3 separate regions of the Sus scrofa genome follow, and regions 1 and 3 are each linked to region 2. A link is a contact called in public Hi-C and promoter capture Hi-C data. All regions are on one chromosome and are shown on one strand. The core of a region is the stretch at or near the end of the contact, and the rest is flanking DNA. Distances in the headings are between cores, read along the strand shown. Region 1 overlaps CTBP2 (C-terminal-binding protein 2). Region 2 holds the start of ZRANB1 (ubiquitin thioesterase ZRANB1). Region 3 holds the start of EEF1AKMT2 (protein-lysine N-methyltransferase METTL10).

Region 1 (2,700 bases), core at 16-2,515, 130 kb before region 2:
AACCTCTCAGCAACAGACCCCCCTTGCCAAAGGGGGGAAGGGTCATCAGAAAATCGGGATCGTGAAAGTTCATCTGTGGTTCTTTGGACTCCTGAGGCCTAACACCATGGAAATAAACGGGTCCTTTTATACGTCTTTGCTTGGAGGAAGTTTTGCTTATTTGCCTTTATCCTTTTTCTGGTTTCGTTTTGTTTTGCTTTTTTATTTTTAAAGGCTGCTTTGGTCTGGAAATGAGTATGTTTATTTCTAAAGCATACTTGTAAGTCAGGTGCTTAAAAATGTGCGAAAATTCTTAACACCGAAGCATCTCCTTTTCCTCACCAACACTTAATTTTCATTATGTCACCAATAAAACAACCAATTAGGAAAAGCAAGAATTGTTTCTGCTCAAGTTCTCTGTTCTTGATGCAAGCTTTTAGCAAGTGAAAATATTTAGAATTCTTGAGTTTTGCATTTAACTCCAGAAGATGCAGTTTCTAAATCTAAACCAGAAAGAAGGATTCACTCAGAAGTTGTTTGCTGGCCGAGGAGACGGTCCCCCTGGAAGCATGGTTTTCACACCTGCTCCCTCCTCAGGCAGCCTGCGAGCTCACGGGACACGTCTCCACCAGCACTGGGATTCCTTTTGCTAAAGACTCGCTTACAAGCTGGACACAGATGACAGGGTCTTCGTTTTTCATTTGTCTTCTTCAAAGCCACGGAGACTATTTTGATGGAGCTTAGGTGGGAACAAATAAAATGATAGGGCGTTCCCACAGTGGCAGAGTGGATTAAGAATCCCACTTGCAATGGCTCAGGTTACTGCAGAGGCTCAGGTTCGATTCCCAGCTCAGTAAAGTGGGTTATAGCATCCAGCAGTGCTGCAGCTGTAGCTCAGATTCAGCCCCTGGCCCAGGAACTTCCATATGGCCATTAAAAAAAAAAATCATGGGCCCACAATTCCTTAACCTCACATCCAAGCTGTAGAAAACTTTTATTATATTAAATCTTTTACATCTTCAAATCTTTAATTCTTTGTAACTTATTTGGTGGCAGCTTTTGACTTGGTGTGAATTGTTGAGAGGATATTATATTTGTGAATATAATATATTTATTTATATTAATCCAGTGGGGGTCGTATATGCATGTTCATCTGTCCTGGTGCAGAAGTGCTAATGGGTGGCTCCGGGGTCTGTTAGAACATGGCACAGGCCCTGGCTGCCACCTGCCTGGCCTCTGGTGTTGGACAGGGCTGTGGACCAACCCTTGAGCTGTCTGTGCCTGTCTCTCTGGGACACGGTGTTGCATCAGCCCCAGGGCATCAGGCCCACGGCTCAGATCGAGGCCATGTGACCTGGGTGTGACCTTGTTGCACTACGGTTAGACTGCTGGGCATTGTGGGGGGGGGAATATGAGCAGCCTGGTGGGGTGGAGGAGGCTCCGGGAACCCAAGTAAAGCTCCAGGCTCTATTGAAGTGTAGATGGGGTTTTTTTTTTGGTTTGGTTTTGGCTTTGGTTTTTGTTTTCTTTTTTGTTTGGTTTTGGTTTTGGTTTTGGTCTTTTGTGTTTATAGGGCCACACCCGAGGGCATATGGAAGTTCCCAGGCAGCTACAGCTCCATTAGACCCCTAGGCTAGGAACGGTGCGGCCCTAGGAAGGACAAATAATAATAATTCTGTTGTTAATTGTGGTGTTATGTCAACCAAAGGCTAAACCCATGTGTTGCCCACTGCGTGCTTTTGTTTATCTGGACTTTAGTGGGTCCTTCCGGTACAGTTAACAAACTGAAGCTCAGATCAGAGTCCAGCCACCTTGTCATCGCTTGTTCATGGTTGTCTGTCTTCTGAAGATTCTCAAACAGGTTCTTTCGAGGTAGCCCGAAGCCCTGGCTTTCTTTGGGGTCAGTGAAGCGGCAGCAGGTTCTTTGGGGGTGGGTGGACCAGCATTTTCAAGGCTCTGATGACGGGCGGTACCTGATCTGCTGGATGACACCCCTCCCCTTCCCCAACCACCAAGCGTCCTTGCCTGTGGCAGTGGGTGCTGTGCTGCCGGGTCTTTCAAAGGTTGGGAGGCTCCATGGGGAGAGCCTTGTGGGTTATGGTCGAGAGGACTCATTCCTTCAGGGGCTCCAGGCTCTGGAAATGCGAGGGCTCAAGGACCATGCTGCTGGGTCTGCGGGCGCCTCTTCTTCTTTTCGTTCGCGGCAACCTCTCAAACTTGGAATCTACCCTATTTGCAGGTTTCCCAGTAGAATGTACTCTAAAGCCTCCAGGGGCTGATGCGGAGAACTTGACAGTACTATTAATTGATTAGCATAACTCTTAATCAATTAGCATATCATAGAAGTTGGCCTCAATCAACATAATGTTTAAGTAGATTTTCTTAAAGAATTGAAGGCGGTTCCCATGTTTAACGGGTCTTAACGGAATTTTCATTTCGAAAGGCATCATTGAAGTTATCATTTACTTTGTGTAAATTCCTTCATTGGCCTAATCTTTGCAGACTTGGAACCAGCATCAAGAAAACTTGAGGGTGTCTTTAAAAATCACCAGAGGTTTTAAGAACGTAAATCCATGCTGACTGGGTTTCTGTGCACTGTAGCGGTTTGGTCCAGGCAGGTAGGGCTGCTAATGGTTATTGAGTAAAGTTAATCTGCCCAGATTTTAGACTGCAGTTAGGAGGGGGAACCTTCTGGGTTTTTTCTCTTGCCCTCACTTCTGG
Region 2 (2,735 bases), core at 35-2,534:
TTTCCCCTGGCTTATGTTCTGAACACTGAGTCATCCATGTTTGATGAAAACATGGGTACCCTTGAGGTCGCACAAGTGATAAAGAAATCAACTAAAGAGAGACCTCAGAGAGAAAAGCCACTCATTATGTAACGTTTCCCAGAGCTAAAGATTTCTCTTCAACTGTGTTCCCCAAAGAGTATTTTTGTACATTAAATGTACTGACAACAAAATATCATACGGCGAGCACACAGACCAAAATACTGGGCAGAGGAGACGGCGTTTAACCTGAGGGTCTACAGAGTTACGGAAAAGGCAATCAAATAACTGAAAGACTAAATTCTCAACGAGAGAGTTTCAAAACACCAGCGTATCTCAAAGATAATGGGCCGGCTCAAACTTCCAGGCTGAACCTAAACAGGTCCCTGGTGCTTAATGCAAGTATGCATTTCAGTCCTTTTGTCTGTGAAATGACCCACACCAAGCCACAGTGGAGAAAATAGCACCCAGTCGCACTGTACAAGCGTAACTGCGAGGAGAGGGGCAGACAGTCTTTCCACCAGTTCCAGCTCCGCCTCCCCAGCCCACCCCCGTCGCCCCCACCTTTATTTCCTTAGACAGAAAAGGCGACCAGTGGAGGCCACCGCGGGAGGCGGAGAGGAAGCCACCAAGGGACCGAAATCCAAGTTTGGGAACCTGCACCAACTTGTGGCGACGGACCCAAGTATTTCGGGCCTATTGCAGAATGGGAGCAAAATCCCACTCATCTGCCCGTAGGTGGCAGGAAAAGAAGTTGGGGGGAGGGGGAATCTGGCGGAAGAGAGGTGGCCGGGCCGGCGGCGCGTCCAGCCAGCGCGGCTGATCGATGGTCGGTAAACAAGCCGGCGGACCCACCCTCCCACAGCCCCGGGCCTGTCCCCGCACCTGGAAAGCCCAAGATGGAAGCACAGCGGGGCCGGGCCGGGCCCCCTCCCCTCTCCCAGCCTGCGAAGCCGCCTCGGGGGGCGCGGGCGGGCCGCCCGGGAGACCGGCGGCCTGGGCGCCGTCAGGGAGCGAGGGGCCAGGCAGGCCGCGGCGGGGCCGCGAGGGGCCTGCGGCGGGACGCCCTCCCGGGGCCCGGTTACCTGGCGGCGGCGGCGGCGGCTCCTCCTCCAGCTCCTGCTCCTCCTCCCTGTCCGACGCTCGGCGCCCGGCGGCCGCGACGGCCGCGGCGACTCCCGGAGCAGCCCGGGGCAACGAGCCGAGCCCGGCCCCTCTCCGCCTCCCTCCGCGCCGCCGCCCGCCCCGCTGCTGCCGCCTCCGCCCTCTCCCCTCAGTCAGGACATGGTCTCCGCGGGCCCGCGCGCGGCTCCCGGCTGCGGGAGGCAGGGGCAGAGGGGCGGAGAGCAGGCGCGGAGACGGGGGGGGCGCCGGGGGAGGGGGGAGAGAGGGGGGCGGCCTCGGACGCTGCGGGCTCCTAATGGCGGCGGTGCGGGACCCCGGAGCCAAATAAACCCCACGGCAAGCTGCACAACGTCAAGGCCGGACCCCGCCGCTCGCCGCCCTGTCATTGGCCCCGAGGCCGCGAGCGGCGCAGCCAATGGGCAGCCGCCTCTTTCCGGGCGCAGAAGGCGGGCCGCGGAAAGGTGACGTCACCCCGGCGCCCGGCCCGATTGTGAGGAGCCCCGCCCTCTGTGCGGCGGCAGGCCCGCTGGGGCTGCGGGACCTCGGCGGCGGGCGGAGGGCGCCGGGAGGCGGCGGGCCAGCGCGGCGTGCGCAGGGTTTGGGGACGCAGACTGGGCGGCGCGGAGGGCGTCGTGGCAGCTGCACTGCTCCGCGTGACTCTTCCCTGCGACTGATTCACCACCCTTCTAAGTCCACCGCGAAGGCTCCCCGAGCGGACTCCTTAGTGCCCGATTCGGCCTCACTTTGCCTTAGGGAGTTTCAAAGTCTTGATACCAGGGAGGATAAAGATTTAGGTTTTGAAAGTTTAATCTTTATGTATATTTTACGTCTGTTTTTTATTCCTGCTTTCGAGACGGCTATCCATTTATGTGTGTGTATGTGTATATTTATAATGTATGTATTATATATGTACCCATATACATCATGAAAAAGCATGAAGTTATATGCCAATTATATCTCAATTAAAGAAAAAAAACTTTTAAGCCATGGAGGCTGCTTTTTGTGCAGTCTCCACTACCACCACTACCTCCTACCTAACTCTAGTTTTGGGTAAACTGATTTTCTAGTGGTTGCCTTCTCTGTGAAGTCCAAGAGTAAGAAAGAGGATATGTTATAGCCGTGGAAAAAATACAGCCAGGAGAATTAGCAGAGCCCAAGTTCTAAAGAGACTATGTTAAGGAGTTACCTGGTAGCACAGCAGGTTAGAGACCCCTCCTTGTTACTGCTGTGGCACCGGTTCCATCCCTGGCCTGGGAACTTGTACATTCCCAGGGAGGCCAAAAAAATAAAAGGATTTATAAAGAGAATATGTTATATGGTGATGTATTTTGTGTATTTCTTTTTTAATGTAACCATAGCCAGATAGTCTAAGTCATTTTGCTATTTGCTAAGACCCCATGAGTATGTCATATTTTTCTGGCTGGAAAACCGTTTTTTCCCAGTGAAATTTCACCCTGCACTTTTCACAGTTCAGATTTTATTTCGAGAGTTTGAATGACACAAAACACAGCAGCTCTTTAAAAGTTGTAAACCTCTTTAAAAGTTATCTGTTGAAGAACTACAGCGCTGTCAAAGGGCATTTAGCAGTTCTA
Region 3 (2,700 bases), core at 45-2,544, 99 kb after region 2:
TCTAGCAGCGCGTCTAGGAAAGATCACAACAACCATTCACTCAGGGCAGCACTAATTGACTGTGGCATCGGGTGGTTTTATTTCTCTGTAATAAGGTTACTTACGCACTTTCTCGAGTTCTTTAATCACTACACACATAGGCTCCCATCTGTCTTTTACCATATTCTATCATCAGCGGTTGCCTGAAGATCTTGGAACGTCTTGCATCAGAGGAGATGCACATGCAGTCCGAATCGGGATTCCATGAGCTGGAAAGGCAACTGTTGATGCCGCTTACCTCCAGGGACTTGTTACTGGGCTTCTCTCTGCTATGTCAACAGAAACGTGGCCTAGGAAACATGGTTTTGGTTGGAAGGCAGCCTAGTTAGGGCCCTTTGAGAGTCTTGCCTAGGACTTTGGACTACCAGTATGTCTTTGCTGCTACAGAAGTTCCCCTCAGACCTTTGGCCCCTAAGACCCCTGGGATTATGCTACCGAACTTCCAGTATCAGTCCCACCAAAAAGCAGATACCTCTCAGGTTCACTGGTGGGAAGCAGTCACCAGTGCAGGGGCAGCAAGGTGCAGGTGAAGAAATCGAGGCACACAGAAGTGAGGCCTAAGCCTCTTGGATAGGGCTGGATGCCTGGTTAGGGGCAGAGCTGAGACAGGCATCTTGACTCTCCGAGTTCTTTCTTCACTAAGCACTCTGAAACCCATGACTGGCCTACTTATGCGAGGCGGGAGTGGGGCGGGTGTCTAGAGCATTCATTTCACCAGGCATAAATTCCCTTGTCCACGAGTGACGTCAAGTCAGAAGAGGCCAGAGTGCTGTTTTCGAGGCAGGATGCCAGCCGCAAATGGAATTAGCCTTTGACCGGAAAGCCAAATAATGCGACGGACTGTCCCACCCACTCTTCAGATTTGCCCACGACGTGGAGAGAGGAGGTGATCTGCACCTTTGGGGGGAGCAGTGTCGGATTATATTCGGTATGGCTCCCCCACCGCCAGCTTTTCTCCAAAACGCAATGCTTGGAGTGGCCCCTTACAAACAACACCCCCCCCCGGGGGCGCCCCAAATACGGTAGCGTTTAGGCGGGCACCTCAAGGAACGGGGTGCACCTGACGCCGGCTGGAGTGAGAGTGGGGACCAAGGCGAGGCCCCGCCCCGCCCACGCCTGGGCTTGGGACCGGGCGCTCTAGACCCCGGCGGCGCTGGGAAAGGCGCGGAAGGACGGCCGACCCCCGCGGGGGCCGGGAGCAGTAGAGAGCGCGGCCTCCCGCCTCCTAGAGGCGCCAGCCCGCCCGTCCGCTCTGCCCGCGCCTCGTCTCTATGGCGGTCCCAACGGCCGTCCGGGGCGCCGAGCGCAATGAGCGAGGGCGCGGACGGCGGCGGCGATGGGGCATCAGCGCGGTCCCCGGGGGGCAGTCCCGGAGGGGATGGCTTTGCCCCGTCGGCGCTGGGGACCCGAGAGCAGTGAGTGTGGCGCAGGGCCGGGGAGGGTGAGCGGCGCTGTCTGGATGGGGCCGCGGAGGACGGGGCGAGCCCGGGGGGCGTGGCGAGAGGAGCCCAAAGGGCCGCCCTGGGCGAGGGCCCGGGATGGCAGGGCTGGGCTCCCGAGGGGCCGCGCTGGGTGGGTCAGGAAGCACCTCGGGAGCTGACGTCTGCGGGCTTCGTGGGCTGCCGTATGGACTCTGAGCTCCTGGGGAGGCTTTTTAGGGGTCTTGGGTCTTCGGGCCCAGCCTGGGGAAAGGGAGAGGGAGCCGGCCTGGCGATTCGGGCTGGTGGGCGGTGGTTGGAGACCGGGGGAGAACTGCGCAGCCAAGGGGGCTGAAAAGGTTAAGGGGACGAGGGCAGGGACACGGAGGCTGGAAGAGTGGGGAGTGGGGGGATGGCCTGAGGAAGGAGAGAGGACAGTGGGCATATCTCGGGCTGGGAGAAAGTGACCTGACCCAAGACGGACGCTCAGTAAGTATTTAATGGGTTAGTAGACGGGTGAATGCATGACGGTGGGAAAAGGCAATGGTGAGAGGTAACTTGGGGGGGGTTCTAGAGAGATGAAGTAGGACGAGAAGCCCGTTGGAGGGAAAAAAGTAAAGTCTTATTTCAAAGGAGTAAGAGTACGTCTTCAGCTCAGGTTGAAGGTTAAGTTTTAAGTTTATCTTTGGTGAATTTCTTTGTAACCACCTAATTGGTAGAAAATTTTTGAATTTGCACGTTTTAGACTGAACTATGCTGTAGTGACACTATGCCTCTGCAGTCAGTTTTTGGACTTGTGTTTGGGACTGAGGAATCCTTGGACAGATACTTCTTTGTGTTTTTTAAGCTTAAACAATATACCATTTTATTTTTTGTTGTTGTTGTCTTCTTAGGGCTGCATCCTCGGCATATGGTGGTTCCCAGGCTAAGGGTCGAATCGGAGCTGTAGCCACTGGCCTACACCCAGCCACAGCAGTGAGGGATGCGAGCCGAGTCTGTGGCCTACACCACAGCTCACGGCCGCGCTGGATCCTTAACCCACTGAGTGAGGCCAGGGACCGAACCCACAACCTCATGGTTCCTAGTCGGATTCGTTAACCACTGCGCCACGACGGGAACTCCAACAACATACCATTTTAAATGTTAGGCATTGTTATAAGTGTTTTACATGTATAAACACATTCTATCTTTCATTCTTTTAACGCAAGGATGTTAAGAGATTGAATACTGTGTACTTATCAAC

Evidence for each region. Promoter capture Hi-C pulls out the DNA fragments that hold promoters and counts their contacts. A called contact is a pair of places that touch in the nucleus more often than the background predicts.
Region 1: a contact with region 2 is called in a Hi-C map of fetal liver, with 1.6 times the contacts expected there. The contact joins the enhancer-like site here to the promoter of ZRANB1 in region 2. A contact is called at or near these places in 3 of 47 Hi-C or Micro-C datasets (fetal liver, omental adipose tissue and retroperitoneal adipose tissue) and 1 of 2 datasets of contacts at active chromatin or transcription factors (alveolar macrophages).
Region 3: a contact with region 2 is called in a promoter capture Hi-C map of liver, with 4 times the contacts expected there. The contact joins the promoter of EEF1AKMT2 here to the promoter of ZRANB1 in region 2. A contact is called at or near these places in 1 of 5 promoter capture datasets (liver), 4 of 47 Hi-C or Micro-C datasets (fetal heart ventricle, heart right ventricle, liver and 1 more) and 1 of 2 datasets of contacts at active chromatin or transcription factors (alveolar macrophages).

Annotation. Positions count from the first base shown.
Region 1 is chr14:134,380,431-134,383,130 of Sscrofa11.1, reverse strand. All of the region lies in intron 2 of CTBP2 (C-terminal-binding protein 2), which reads left to right. Among named protein-coding and RNA genes, the nearest start is that of CTBP2, 110 kb to the left of the region's middle. Within about 2 kb of position 1,265, at least 16 of the 83 cell types and tissues checked have an H3K27ac peak or open chromatin away from gene starts, as enhancers often do. A contact at or near this core is called in alveolar macrophages, fetal liver and omental adipose tissue, where this site is marked.
Region 2 is chr14:134,252,476-134,255,210 of Sscrofa11.1, reverse strand. ZRANB1 (ubiquitin thioesterase ZRANB1) reads right to left here and starts at 1,284. Exons shown (of 10, transcript XM_013983854.2): 1 at 1,104-1,284.
Region 3 is chr14:134,153,260-134,155,959 of Sscrofa11.1, reverse strand. It overlaps EEF1AKMT2 (protein-lysine N-methyltransferase METTL10), which reads left to right and starts at 1,294. Exons shown (of 7, transcript XM_013983843.2): 1 at 1,294-1,454. The coding sequence starts at 1,348. ABRAXAS2 (BRISC complex subunit Abro1) reads right to left here and starts at 279. Exons shown (of 11, transcript XM_021073619.1): 1 at 105-279.